Regions from separate parts of the Rattus norvegicus genome. Here region 2 is linked to region 1. A link is a contact called in public Hi-C data. All regions are on one chromosome and are shown on one strand. Each heading gives the region's core, a stretch centred on a gene start, on an enhancer-like site or on the middle of the called end of the contact. The rest is flanking DNA. Distances are from core to core; before and after follow the strand shown.

The links. Hi-C and Micro-C count contacts between places; a contact is called where the count stands out from the background.
Region 2: a Hi-C map of liver shows a contact between it and region 1, with 2.8 times the contacts expected there. The contact joins the promoter of Taf8 here to the promoter of Tomm6 in region 1. A contact is called at or near these places in 11 of 12 Hi-C or Micro-C datasets (the A7r5 cell line, the Rat2 cell line, Schwann cells and 6 more) and 1 of 1 datasets of contacts at active chromatin or transcription factors (oligodendrocytes).

The regions. Positions count from the first base shown.
Region 1 is chr9:20,797,475-20,804,192 of GRCr8, forward strand. Tomm6 (translocase of outer mitochondrial membrane 6) reads left to right here and starts at 4,332. Exons shown (of 3, transcript NM_001399365.1): 1 at 4,332-4,478; 2 at 5,167-5,267; 3 at 5,437-5,700. The coding sequence starts at 4,351. The coding sequence ends at 5,263. Prickle4 (prickle planar cell polarity protein 4) reads left to right here. Exons shown (of 7, transcript NM_001427023.1): 2 at 1-86; 3 at 910-1,017; 4 at 1,651-1,788; 5 at 2,110-2,313; 6 at 2,905-3,109; 7 at 3,558-4,023. The coding sequence ends at 3,853. It also overlaps a transcript of Frs3 not described here and a transcript of Usp49 not described here.
Region 2 is chr9:20,987,290-20,994,007 of GRCr8, forward strand. It overlaps Taf8 (TATA-box binding protein associated factor 8), which reads left to right and starts at 2,310. Exons shown (of 9, transcript NM_001108197.1): 1 at 2,310-2,369; 2 at 3,722-3,878; 3 at 5,851-5,949; 4 at 6,251-6,313. The coding sequence starts at 2,331.

The DNA of each region.
Region 1 (6,718 bases), core at 3,082-5,581:
TCTTCAGGGAGCCAGATCCACCAGTCAACACAGACAGTGATTCAGGCCACCGGCCAGTACAGGGCTATGGGGATATCTCTGTTCAGGTTGTAGGAGTCCCACTCTTTCTGAGACCATGGTGGTCTCGTCCTCTGGCCCTCATTCCCCTCCTGCCAAGTAGGAGGTAGTTTGCATTTCTCTATTAAAACAAAACCTTAGTCAGTCAGGTGTGACAGTGCACACCATTAGTTCCAGAACTCAGTGAGTACAAGGCCAGCCTGGTCTATATATGGAGTATCAAGTTCCAGGCGGGAGAGACGTGCATGTGTGTGTGCGTGTGCACATGCATGTGCGTGTGTGCGTGTGTGCACGTGTGTGTGAGTGTGTGTGCACCACCATACATGTGGAGGTCAGAGGACAACCTGTGGGAGCCAGTCCTCCTCTTCTACCATGTGGACCGTGGGGATCAGACTTAGGCTTGGCGGTGTGGCTTTACCTGCTGAGCCGTCTGTCTCCTGCTTTCTCCCCCTTTGAGCCAAGCTCTAGTCATGCAGCCCTGAAGCTTCAGTCCTACTTCCGCCTCCCAGTGGGCAGGATTATAGGAATGTACAGCCACTTTGTAGACCATTTCTCTTGTCAGGAGGAACTGGGGCTCTGACTTGAATACAGTGCCTCTCCTAGGTCTGGCTTGAGTTGTCAGACCAGATGAGAGGGACTTTGACCCCAGGGAATAACTGAATGGAGGTGGTGTTTGGGGGTTCCCTCCAGGCAGACCTCTGATCAGGAGTGGACCTACTGTTCCGGCTTAGTGAAGAACTGGAAGGCTTTCTCTCCAGGGGCAGAGCTTGGGAGTTGCTGCGGACTGGAAGAGAGGTGATAAGGGAAGAGAAAGCCTAGCCCCACCTCGTTTTCTCCTGTGTCCTTCCTCAGGCTCCTACGTCCTCGAGCTTGGGCCCACCTTGCCCGGATATCAGCCAAGCTTCAAACTGGCCTGGCTTTCGGACCCTCCTGCAGCAGCTTCCACCACAGGACAGTGATGTGGGTCTTCCCCCTCATCCCTCTCCTTCTTCCCCCTCTCCCCACATGGTTAATACGTGGAAAGGCTCTTGGTCTAGAATTCAGGGGGTATGACTAGAAGGCCCAGCTCCGACACTAGCTTGAGTCTCCACACGTAATAACAGGTAGAGTGATGTCCCCTCTGTGTACCCCAGTGCTTACTCAGCTCAAGAGCAAATGGGAAAATGGACATGAACGGCATTTGAAATCAAGAATGGAATGCACAAATGTAGAAATATGATCCTTTAGCATTTATTGAGGCCCCACCATGTACAGCCTAAAGGCTTACACTTCACTAGGGGAGTCAAGGCAGTTATGAAGCAGAGAGAACACAGATCTGAAAAGCGGGGGTGAGATCTAGCTTCATGGGAATGGGAGCCAAGCTATCTGGTGACAGTACCAGGTGCTAAGGGACCGAGTGGTGGCCATTTCCATGAGCAGCACAGTGAACCAAAGGCACTTAAGTGCGTTCTCTTCCCTTTTCCGAGCACAAATGCCGTTCTCTCCTCCCAAGACTCTACCCCTCTGTGGCCCAGGAGCTAGGCCTTATAGAACTTTCCAGTCCTAGTGACATGCTACCCTGAGGCCTGGGTGCATGAGGATCTGTTTTGGCAGGAACGCTACTGTTTGGCCCTAGGGGAGGAGGAACTGGCCCAACTTCGACTTTTCTGTGCCCAGCGGAAGCAGAAATCTCTGGGACAGGGGGTGGCCCGTCTACTGCCTCCTAAGCTTGAAGGCCACACTTGTGAGAAGGTAGGGAGTCTGCCTCCCTTTTCCATTCCAGAGCCTTCCCCTTCCTCTACCCTTTGCTCTCTGGCTTCTGCAGAAGGGCCTTGGGGGACTTTAGTGGAGAAATGGTTTTAGGAGCAATGATTTGGTAAATGGTAGAGAAAACTGGAAGCCAGGTTTTGGGGGGGATCGGTGGCCTTTCTGGTGGATAGGGGCCTGGGATACAATATGAGGTCAGACTGGGAGGTCAGACTGGGAGGTCAGGCTGAATGGAAAGGCCGTGAGAGGAGCTAAGAAGCTTCAGATTCTGACCATCTCGGTGCCGCCCCACCCCTCGCCTGGCAGTGCAAGAAGCTGCTGAACCCAGGGGAGTATGGAGTGTTCGCCGCCAGGGCCGGAGAGCGGTGCTGCTGGCACAGACCTTGTTTTGCCTGCCAGGCCTGTGGCCAGGCCCTGACAAACCTCATCTACTTCTACCACGATGGGCACCTGTACTGTGGCCGTCATCACGCAGAGCTGCTGCGACCTCGATGTCCGGCTTGTGACCAGGTAGAGCACTGAGAGGGGGCACTAGGGGAGTTCTTCCTTGGGGCCAGGAACAAAGGGACACAGAGCAGCTTCCTAGGCTGCAGGCTCACCAGAACTAGGAACCAGCCAGGGCCACACCATTCCTCTCTGTTCTCTTGAGCTATGTGGGACCTGTTGCCTTTATTTATGTCTGCCCTCCCCCATTGTGAGCAGAGGTCCTTAAATTAGTTTGGACTCAGAACGTTTCTGGAGTCTTGAACAGATGTTTATCTCGTCACTATGCCAGATGATCAGTGCTGTACTTGCCCAATGCTAGCAGGATCTTAACATCAACATGAAAGGCCGTATTGAACCATGGGATAGGAGTCAGGGAAGCTCTGGGGTCCAACTTCTGGCTGTGCCACCTGCTACGTGGAAGATCCGGCCTAAAGTGAATCACCCTCCCTGAATCCAAAAGTCACAAAGTACTTCAAATCAGAATGCCTGTGGGCATGGCGTTTATGGGTATAAGGCGTGGTTATTGCAAGGATGAGAGAATGGGTGAGTGAGTGAGTGAATGAATGAATGAATGAATGAATGAATGAACGAACCGGTTTCCTCTTCCTCACCCAGCTGATCTTCTCCCAGCGCTGCACCGAGGCCGAGGGACGACACTGGCACGAGAACCACTTCTGCTGCCAAGACTGCGCAGAGCCCCTGGATGGGGGACGTTATGCCCTGCCGGGGGGTAGCCCGTGCTGCCCCAGCTGCTTTGCGAGACGCTACAGAAGTGGGGGCTCTAGCTCAATAGGGGCAGCGGAAGGACAGGCGTCCCTTGGTAATGGAGGGGATGGTGCAGATCTTAATGGGAGGGAGCAGCGGCTTGGGCTGAGCATGGAAGGGGGTAATCTCCCAGGCCAGAACCCCTCGCCCCATACCCACGCTGTCCTACAACAACCACTGCTCCAGCAACACCTCGTCCACCCACCGCAACCCCCAGACGCGAGCATTGGGGCCCGCAGTTCTCACCGCGCGTCCCTGGCCTGCGAGCTCCAAGGGCCTCTTGAACCCACCCGGCGGGGCTGCGGCGCCGGACTCGCTCCCAAGCGGGGGAGGCGGTCGCCCACTGGTGGACGGAGGCGGGGGCCCCTGGGGTAGACTGGCGGCAGCGGTGGCGCGCACGGCACAGCCTGGGGCGGGGCGGGAGGCCGCACGCAACCCTGGCCCGCCTCTTGCACAGAGATTTGGGGGCTCTGAGATGGGCATTTCTGATGGGTTTGGAACAGGAGAAGGACCTGATCCAAGTGTCGGCTGGAACCGTGCCTCCTCGGATGACAAGATCACCTCCCGAGCTGCGCTTCCCTCTGCAGTGGCAATCCCGAGTGAGGCGTCCAAACAGCGGGATAGAAACAGCCCACAGACACCCAAAGAGGGCAGCCCCTGCCCCACCTGCTCCTCTTCCTCTGAGTCGGAACCCGAAGGCTATTTCTTCGGCCAGCGCCTTCCAGATCTCTGGAAGACCCCTGAAAACCTCCAAGCAGATGACAGAGGCATCTCCAGGAAGCATTGCGCTATTTGTTAGTGGCGCGGTCTGGAAATCGGGGTAGTGAGATTGTGGGATGGGGAGTGGGGGATCTGTGAAGCGAGATAACAAGGCTGTGCTGTGTAAAAACCTGAGACTGAAGGCAGTCAGGCACGCGGGACAATCCCATTGGTACTGCACGCTCTTCTGACCTGAAGGACACTTTCTTGGGAGCACATCACTGCCATGAGCCTCCAGGGTGAGCTATCCCCTATCCCCAAAGACTGGGCTAGCCACACTGTCAGCACCTTGCTTAAACTAATGGAGTTGTAGCGCAGCACGGAAAACAGACCCCAGGCACTGGGAGGTGGGGCCGCGAGCTGGGGCTCCACCTCCGACCAAGCTTTCCAGCTCGATGGACTCCTGGAGGCGGTCCGGGCGGGCCTTCTCGCTCACTTATTACTCTGATCGGCGGAAGTGCGGGGTCGGAAGTTGCGCGATCGGCCTGCGCCGACTCGGTGCGACGCGCTGCCGGTACGGACGTGCTCGGTGCTGTTATGGCTTCCAGCGGTGTGACGGTGAGCGCCGCCGGCTCGGCCGGTGAGAACTCCGAGGTTCCAGACAACGTGGGAGACTGGCTTCGCGGCGTCTACCGCTTCGCCACCGATCGGAACGACTTCCGGAGGTAATCGAACCTGACCCCTCTCTGGTCCTCATAAACTTAAACTTGTATTTCCCTACTTAGTGAGTCTGGCATGCATCCCCAGGGGTTTTATCTCATTGAGAAGAGTGGTTTCGTGGTGGCAAAAGCCATCTATCACGTGGCTTTCAAGGTATGTCGCCCTGGGTTGCAACAATAGTTCAGCTGCCAGGCCTGAGGACATGAGTTCAATCCATGGGGCTGGTAGGTTGGAAAAGACCAACTAACTCCTCCGGGTTTGTACTGACCTGCACATATGCATTGTGTCACGTGCACGCGCGCGCACATACACAAATTTTTTTTTTTTTTTTTTTGGAGCTGGGGACCGAACCCAGGGCCTTGCGCTTCCTAGGTAAGCGCTCTACCACTGAGCTAAATCCCCAGCCCCTAAAGTAATATTTTTAAGAAGTCACTCTGACCTAAAAAGCAGGGAAGGGGTTTCGGCGCATAAACAGATTTTAGCCCCAGCAGAGTGCTAAGTTGGCCTTTGCTTGTGTTAGAAGTAGATGTGAACTTAAAATTCTCATGTGCATATTAGGGGAACAAGCCACTGTATCGAGTGTCTGAACCTCACTCTCACGTGGTGCTGAGAGAAAACTTCCCGTGGTATGTCATTAGCTGCGTTAGACTCGAGGACAATATGTAGGGTTAATGAAATGTATTCTTTACTCAGGAACTTGATCCTCAATTTGGGACTCTTTGCTGCTGGAGTTTGGCTGGCCAGGAACTTGAGTGACATTGATTTGATGGCACCTCAGCCAGGGGTGTAGGCAGGTAAGCACGAAACTTTTCCTCTGCCTATTTCAGGAGTTCTAAAAGATGGAGACAGCAGTATGCTCTGTCAGCTATTCACAGGAAGGAGGGGAGATTCTCGGGGTAAAACTTTGCCCAAGGGTTTCTAGGTGAAAGCAGTTCTGTTCCTAACGCTGTTATCTGCTTGCAGAGAATGGACCTCCTGTGTATTCACACTTCCCAAAGACAGCCTACTGTCTGTGACCACCACAAGACACTACCCGAGTGGCAGCTAAAGTTGACTCCCTCTCCTTGCCTGACCCTCCCTCCCACCAGGCCCCAGCTTCAGCTGAAATGTTGCTTCTGCAGTTTTGTGTGCAGTTCCCAACTTTCTGCACAGGGCGATCTTTGTCCCTGTCCTGAAGAGTAGAAATGGTTCTTAGAAAAGATTTCAAATAAAGTCTGCACATCAAGACAGGTGTTTTATTCTTTTAATAAGAAATTTCTTACAAAAACAAGGTGTAAAAAGTCAGTTTACAAAAATCAAATAAACATGACTTGTATTTCACACTCAAGAGGCAGGAGTGAGCCCCAAACAGGAGCTGCAGTGGAGATGAGATGGGACTGGAACCCCCACTCCTCAGGGATGCAGACACACCACAAAGCTGATGCTTGACAGTTCCTATTGTTGAGTCCTGGAGGACGAAGTTGGTGGTGGTTGGCGTTTTAATTTGCCAGTGGGTTTTCCAGGTACCGGGGAGACATTGTTGGAAGAGTGAGATTTGGTGGCAGAAGAGGACAGTGATGTGTGGGTGGAGGCAAATGTGTCACAAAGAAAGGTGCTTCCTACCCCGAGACTCATGCTGGTGCTGCCGTCTGGTGTCCTTCCAAGCGTGTAAGAAGCAGCACGGACATCCTGTGTGGGAAACCAGGCGGGGAGAGACAGGCTCTCCACAGCTTCACTTAGTCAATTTACTGGGTGTTTTAAAATTTCTTCTTCTGCTCCAGCCCGTTTGAATTGGTTGTGGGTTACAGAGCGTGAGTGAGGAGGGGCTGGTGGATCTGGGCCACAGCTACATGACTATTACAGATGTTACCTATGGCGGCTCACTAAGGGAAACGGCAAAGCAGCTTTCTTGGATCTGCTGGCTTGTGTCTCATTCTGTCGTCCTCTGGGGCCTAGCTCATTGCAGAAAAGGCTTCAATTCTGAATTTGACCTCCACAGAGCCACAAAATAATTGGGGTGGGGGTGGGGGCAATTAAAGAGTTTTTTTGTGTTTTTGTCTTTTTGAGACAGGGTCTGTAGCCCAGGCTGGCCTCAAACATAACTACATGGTTGAGGGTGGCTGTGAACTGCTTATCCTGCCGCTTGCATGGACCAACACTTAGAACGACAGGTACAGGTTAGGATTAAAGGCTGCACTATGCCTGGCTTTATGTGGTGATGGTCTCCAACTCTGGGCTCTGCTGAGCTACATGCCTAGCCATGTGT
Region 2 (6,718 bases), core at 1,060-3,559, 190 kb after region 1:
AGCGGGGGTTTGCGGCTCCGTCAGGCTGAGGGGTACATACTGCAGAGGAATGCCTTCCGGGCATCTGCAATTCCTGGCAAACGCTGCCCAGGAAGTAAACAGTAGTTCTTAACTCTTACTACAGAGCCAGGTACCGTGACACCTGTTATCTCACCCATTATTTCACCACGTCCCCAGTTATCACGTGGGGGAAACTGAGGTTAGGTAATGTGACCTGAGTCTGAGGGCTAACACGCATTAGGATTCAAACCCAGTGACTGCATCTGGCCAGGTATACCCACCCCCCTACCCTTGTCCCCCAGATAAGGAGAAGTAATCTCTGTCCAAGAATTCCCAGACCAGAGAGACTGATGGGTAACATGGACACAAAGTTCTGGGAGTGAGAGGGACAAGGGACAAGTTTTCATGCTCACTTAGCAAACACACAGTCGGCTGAGGGCTAGAGGCAACAGTGCAGGGGAATCACCCAAGGAGCCTGGTAGGGAGACAAAAACCTGTGCGCAGGTATAGGCTGTTTTCAAGAGTACTTGGCTAGGACGCAAAACACCCCTGGGTTCCCCCAGCACTACTTACGTTGAATATGATGGTGAATTATTGTAGCCCCGGCTCTCTGGAGAAGGAATGGGTAGGATAATCAGGGTAGAATGTCTGTCTCGGTCATTGTTCTCTTCCCTAAAGACACCACGACTAAGGCGACTCTTATAAAAGGAAGCATTTAATTGGGGTCTCACTCACAGTTTCAGGTTTACTCCACTGCCATCGTGGTGGGGAGCGTGGCAGCGTAAATGGCACTGGAGCCGTAGCTGAGAACCCTATGCTATATCCTGATGTGCAGGTTGAGAGAGGCACGGGGGATGGGGGGAGGGGGGAGACAGACAGAGAGAGAGAGACACACACACAGACACAGAGAGAGAGAGAGAGGGGCAGAGAGACAGACAGAGACAGAGAGAGAAAGAGGCAGAGAGACAGACAGACAGAGAGACACACACAGAGAGAGACAGAGACAGAGAGACAAAGAGAGAGACAGAGACAGAGAGACAGAGAGAGAGAAAGAGGCAGAGAGACAGACAAAGAAAGAGGCAGAGAGACAGACAGACAGACAAAGAGACACAGAGAGAGAGTGGAGAGAGAAAGAGAGAGAGAGAGAGAGAGAGAGAGAGAGAGAGAGAGAGTGAGTGTGTGTGCCTGGGCCAGGTACAGGTTTTTGAAACCTCTAAGCCCACCTCCAGTGACACCTCTCCTCCAACAAGGTGCCCAAGTACCTTGGTGACTGGTGACTAAGTATTCAAATATTTGAGCCTAGGAGGTGGGATTCATATTCAAACCATCTCGATGTTCAAGGTCATCCTCAGGTACAGAGTAAGGTTGAGACCAGAGTAAGGTGAAACCCAGGCTCACACTAAATAAAACAACCATACAGAGGCCCTCTCTTGAGCGAGTGAGATCATTGGAACTGGGCTGGCCCAGTTCGGCAAAACTAAAAACCGGTAAGTTAGGAAATCCCGGCTTATGTAGACGACCTCTTGAGTCTTTTCAAAAGCACCTTTAAGGGCTGGAGAGATGTGCTGCAGTTAAGAGCACTTGTTCTTTTCCTGAGATCCAATTCCCATCATCTACCTGGTAGCTCACGACAGACTGTAACTCTAATTTTAGGGCATGCTAAGCCCCCTTCTGGCCTTCTCTGGCACCAGACACACAAGTAGTTCACAGACATACAAGCATGCAAAATGGTCATACTAATAAATGAATTTATTCGTGTGTGTGTGTGTGTGTGTGTGTGTGTGTGTGTGTATACATGTGAGTGTCCCCAAAGCCCAGAAGTGGGATTTGATGTCACAGGCATGTTGTGAGTCAACAAGAGTGCTGATGTTTTCCTAACCACTGGGCCACCTCTCTGCCCCAAAGTTATTCTCTGAGAACTTACTTAATATCAATGGCTTTGGTTTTGTTTTTATTCTATTCTTTTAGGAAAGGTCTCTTTATGTAGTCCTAAACTAGCCTGGAACTCCAGATCCTTTGGCCTCAGCCTCAAAGTGCGAGGATTATAGCTAGCCGACTCTGGCCAAAATACGTTTCTTTTAACTCAGTGCAACCCACAAAGCGTCTTCCAGATCAACTGCTACAGCCGCTGGAGTGCCGACGAAAGCTTGGTTCACACAGAGTCACATGAGCTTGGGATACCCCGACCTCACTCCATAGTGCAAGACTCACACATGTTCACAGAGCTTTTCTACAAGGCGGGGCCTCAGGCCCCGCCCTTCGCTACCTCCCCACCCCACAACTACAAGTCCCGTCGTGCCCTGCGCTCACGCACATTACGCGAGAGCAAGATGGCTGACACGGCCACCGGGCCTGGTGGCTCCGGAACGGTAAGGTTGGAGAGGCGCGGCATGAAGCCAAAAGAGCTTCTAGACTTTTCCCACGGTTTTGGCCACAGTCTCTTATGGAGAAACCCAGGCCCGCTCTGAGATCCAGGGCTGGAGAATATCTCTGGCCGTAGGCGTTCCCCGCTGCTTGGCACTTGGCAGCGGCCTCCTAGATTGCTGCACCTGAGACTTGATTGGCTCGTTCCTTGTTGAGGGGAACCCGGAACACCTTCTGATTGGTCGGAAGAGGCGCTCACTGGGCAGCCAAAGTTGGATGTCCCTTCGCAAAATATTTATTTGCTTTGCCTTTCTTTGCGGTTATTCCTAGCCCTCCTCCGCATCTGGTGGTGTTACTATTTTCATTTTCTTTGTTATTGAAATGGTATGATGGGACAAGAAGACAGTAAATTCATTCGTCCAATACCATCATTCATGTATATATTCTTTCTCTTTTTCCCTCCCTTCCTCCCTCTCTACCTCCTCTCGTGTCTGCCTCTGCCTCCCACGTGCTGGGAATAAAGGCGTGCCCACCACCAACCAGCTAGTGTATGAATATTCTGATAATTTGCTCCAGAAAGAAGTGAATGGGACTGGAGAGATGGCTTAGTGGTTAAGTCAGACTTGCTCTTTCAAAGGACCTGAGTTTGGTGGAGTGGCTCACAACCACCTGTAATTCCTTCACGTGATCCGGGCCTCCGGGATGCGGTACCTGCACTCACAGGAACACACACACACCCACACCCCACACATATCTATTACAAGTAAAAAAAATTTTTTGAGCAAGTAACGTTTATCCTATTGGAAGTCTCTGGATTTGGGTACTCAGTTATTACTCATTTGGTAAGATTTCTAAGTCTTAAGTATTAAACGCTGATCGATGTTTACCAAAAGAGAACTTTTACTGTCCAGGCAAAAGTTAGTACACACTTGTAATTTGTGGGCTTGGCAGGAAGAAATAAGAGGATTGTAGTTTCAGTCTAGGCTATGTATCTAGTGTTAGGCCACACTGAGTGAACTGCAGAGTAACCCTTGGGGGAGGGGAGAAAAACACTGGACATTTTGTTTGTTGTTGTTCTTACTGATGTGAATTCTGTGGTTTCATTCTCTTTTTCTTTTTAAAGATTTATTTACTTATTACATATAAGTACACTGTAGCTGTCTTCAGACACACCAGAAGAGGGAATTGGATCCCATTACAGATGGTTGTGAACCACCATGTGGTTGCTGGGATCTGAACTCAGGACCTCTGGAAGAGCAGTCAGTGTTCTTAACCACTGAGCCATCTCTCCAGCCCCTGTGGTTTCATTCTTGTCTACTAGTTCAAAGTCTCCTCTCTCTGGGCTTCTGATTTCCAGAGACCAGGAAATAAACAGTCCACTAACCCGGCTGATAACTACCATCTGGCCCGGAGGAGGACCCTGCAAGTGGTTGTGAGCTCTTTGCTGACAGAGGCGGGATTTGAGAGCGCGGAGAAAGCATCTGTGGAGACGTTGACAGAGATGCTGCAGAGCTGTGAGTACCGAGAACCACTAGGCCTGCTGTCTCCTTTACAGACCCCAGCTCCATAAACTCCATCGCACATACTGTCCCACCTTCTTTAGGAAAACTGTTAGAGACCAGCTTCAGGCAGAAGAAAGGAAAATGTCCATTATAGGATTAAACTGTTTTGATGTTTGTCCATGCCCAGAGCCCTGTACCCCTGCACAGAAGTGGGTTCTGTCTTCTCCACAGCCCCAAGAACTTCCATCTACTCTCTGATTCTGATTTTGTTTTGTTATTTTTTTATACCCCCAACTTTTTTTTTTTTTTTTGGTTTTTCAAGACAGGGTTCTCTGTACACCCCTGGCTGTCCTGGAACTCACTCTGTAGACCAGGCTGGCTTTGAACTCATAGATCCACCTGCCTCTGCCTCCCGAGTGCTGGGATCAAAGGCGTGTGCCACCACCACTCAGCCTGAGCTCTCTTCAGACTCACCAGAAGAAGGTTTCAGATCTCATTACAGATGGTCTGAGCCACCATGTGGTTGCTGGGAATTGAACTCAGGACCTCTGGAAGAGCAGTCAGTGCTCTCCCAGCTGAGCCATCTCTCCAGCCCAACATATCTCTTTAAATATCACTCTTTATTTCCTTGTTTGTGTGTGTGGTAGGGACTGCATGTACGTGATAGCACAAATATGGAGGTCAAAGGATAACATGTGGGAATCAGTTTACTCCTTCCACCACATGAGCCCCAGAGACGAAACTCAGGTGGGTCAGTGACAGCAAACACCTTTACCATGAGCCGTTTCACAGGCTCTGCTTTTGATTTGTGTCTATTTTTCCCTCTGTTCTTCAGATGAATGGAATCGGAAGATACTTGTCCTTCTGTGACTGGCTTTTTTCATTTACATAGTGTTTCAAAGCTTATCCATGTTATAGATTTCATTCCATTTGAAGAATTTCATTCCTTTTGAAGGCTGGGCACATACTCCACTGTGTAGCTGGGTATGGTGGGCACACTGAAATCCTAGCCGTTGGGAGGTAGGTGGAGGCAGGAATATCAGGAGTTCAAGTCCAGTGTCTGCTGCATGTAGAGTTTGAGGCTATATGAGAACTTTTCTCAAAACTAACAAACAAAACCACCCCATTGTGTGTGTATATCCCAGTTGGTTTATCCATGTGTCAGAGGATAGATTCTTTCCCACCTTTTGATTGTTGTGGATTTTGTAAATGTATCTTTTATTTGTCTGATGTAATTGTTACCTTTGGGGCTTACCCCCTCAAGTCTGCTAACCCAGGCCTAGTCCTGGGAGCTTCTAGCCTGCATACAATCTTATCTGGGTCTAGAATGTTTTCAGCCTCTGAGACTTGCTGCTGAATAAGCTCACCCTTTCTAGTTCTTTCTGAGGTCTGACTGGCTGGTCAGCTCAGCTGTTCTGACTCAAACTCCTTTCTAAGTTGACTGAATCTGGCTTCTCTCAGTTTCTTACTGAAATGCTCGGCTTGGCCTCATACTTGGGCAATCTGTTCTAATCTCTGGCTCCTTCTTTTTCTCTGGCTAATTCTATTTGTTCTCTTCTAACTGTCCTGTAAAACTACCTGCCTTCCTCTCTCTCTCTCTGCACTGCCCCTGACTTAGCTTCCCTTTCCTCTCGAGAGTTGGGCGTACCCTATTTTGTCAGACCTTTCTCTGATTCCTCACTTTGTCTGCCACTCAACTAGACATCACTTCCTTCTACAAATTAACTTGACCTCCATTGTTTGGGATTAAGGCTGAACCACACCACAACTAGAAACAGGTTTTTCTAGTAAACACCACAATGTTAGGCTTCACAGTGTGATCAGATATCCTGCAGCAGAATGTGTGCTGCTGTGTGTGAATGCACACCAGGGCCTGTTTTGCCCTGCTTTTGGTCGTTTGGGCATATATATAAAGTATCACTGGCGGCCCACCCGGTAATCTTATTTTGAACTTTGGAGAAACTCTGGCCTTTGACTCTTATAGACATCTCAGAAATTGGGAGAAGCGCCAAGTCATACTGCGAGCACACAGCCAGGACCCAGCCCACGCTGTCGGACATCGTGGTCACACTGGTTGAAATGGGTAAGTACGTGTCCTGCGTAGGATCACCAGGGAGGGAGGAAAGCCTGGTGGTTCCATGTCTGCTGAGTGTTCTTGGATTCCATCCTGTTTCCCCTGACCTGCTTTTAGTTGGAAAGTTACGAGGAAGGAGTCCTTTGGCCCCGTCTTAGAGAGCTCCTGAGTCCTATGGGAGTTCTTTTGAGGGGCAGAATAGTGGCTAAGTTGGGAGTTTAAGCCCCCTTTCCACACAGGAAGCTCCCTGTTCCTGTTCAGTATTATGCCGATATCAGGACATGGCAATAACTGGTTTTCTTGTCCCTAGGGTTCAATGTTGACACTCTGCCTGCTTATGCAAAACGATCTCAGAGGATGGTCATCACTGCACGTAAGTAGCTTCGAACCCAGGTACTTAGTACGTACTCAGTGGCTATAGTGTGCCTTGGTGAGAGAAGGCAGGCCTCAGAGGGGCAGCTGTTTTCCTGTTGCGGGGTCCCTTCTGGGCTCTAGGGTTGTGAGCTACTCGCAGCCTGGTTTTGTCTGAGCCGTGGGATTAGAATGTGAAGCCCAGTCTCCAGGCAGCAGCGTGAACCGTGTCTGAGCTGCCGCGTTACTTCAGGGCTGGCAGCCTGTGGCCTTTGGATGAACCGCGCTGGCTTTTGTAACAGTTCCTTGGGTGCCGCTTGCTCACTCACCCCGTGGTTGCCTTCACCTTACAGGGCAGAGCTTTGTGGGTCACACAGTCGGAGCTGCAGCTAGTTGGTGGATGTGCCTGTAACCCTAGCCCTTGTGA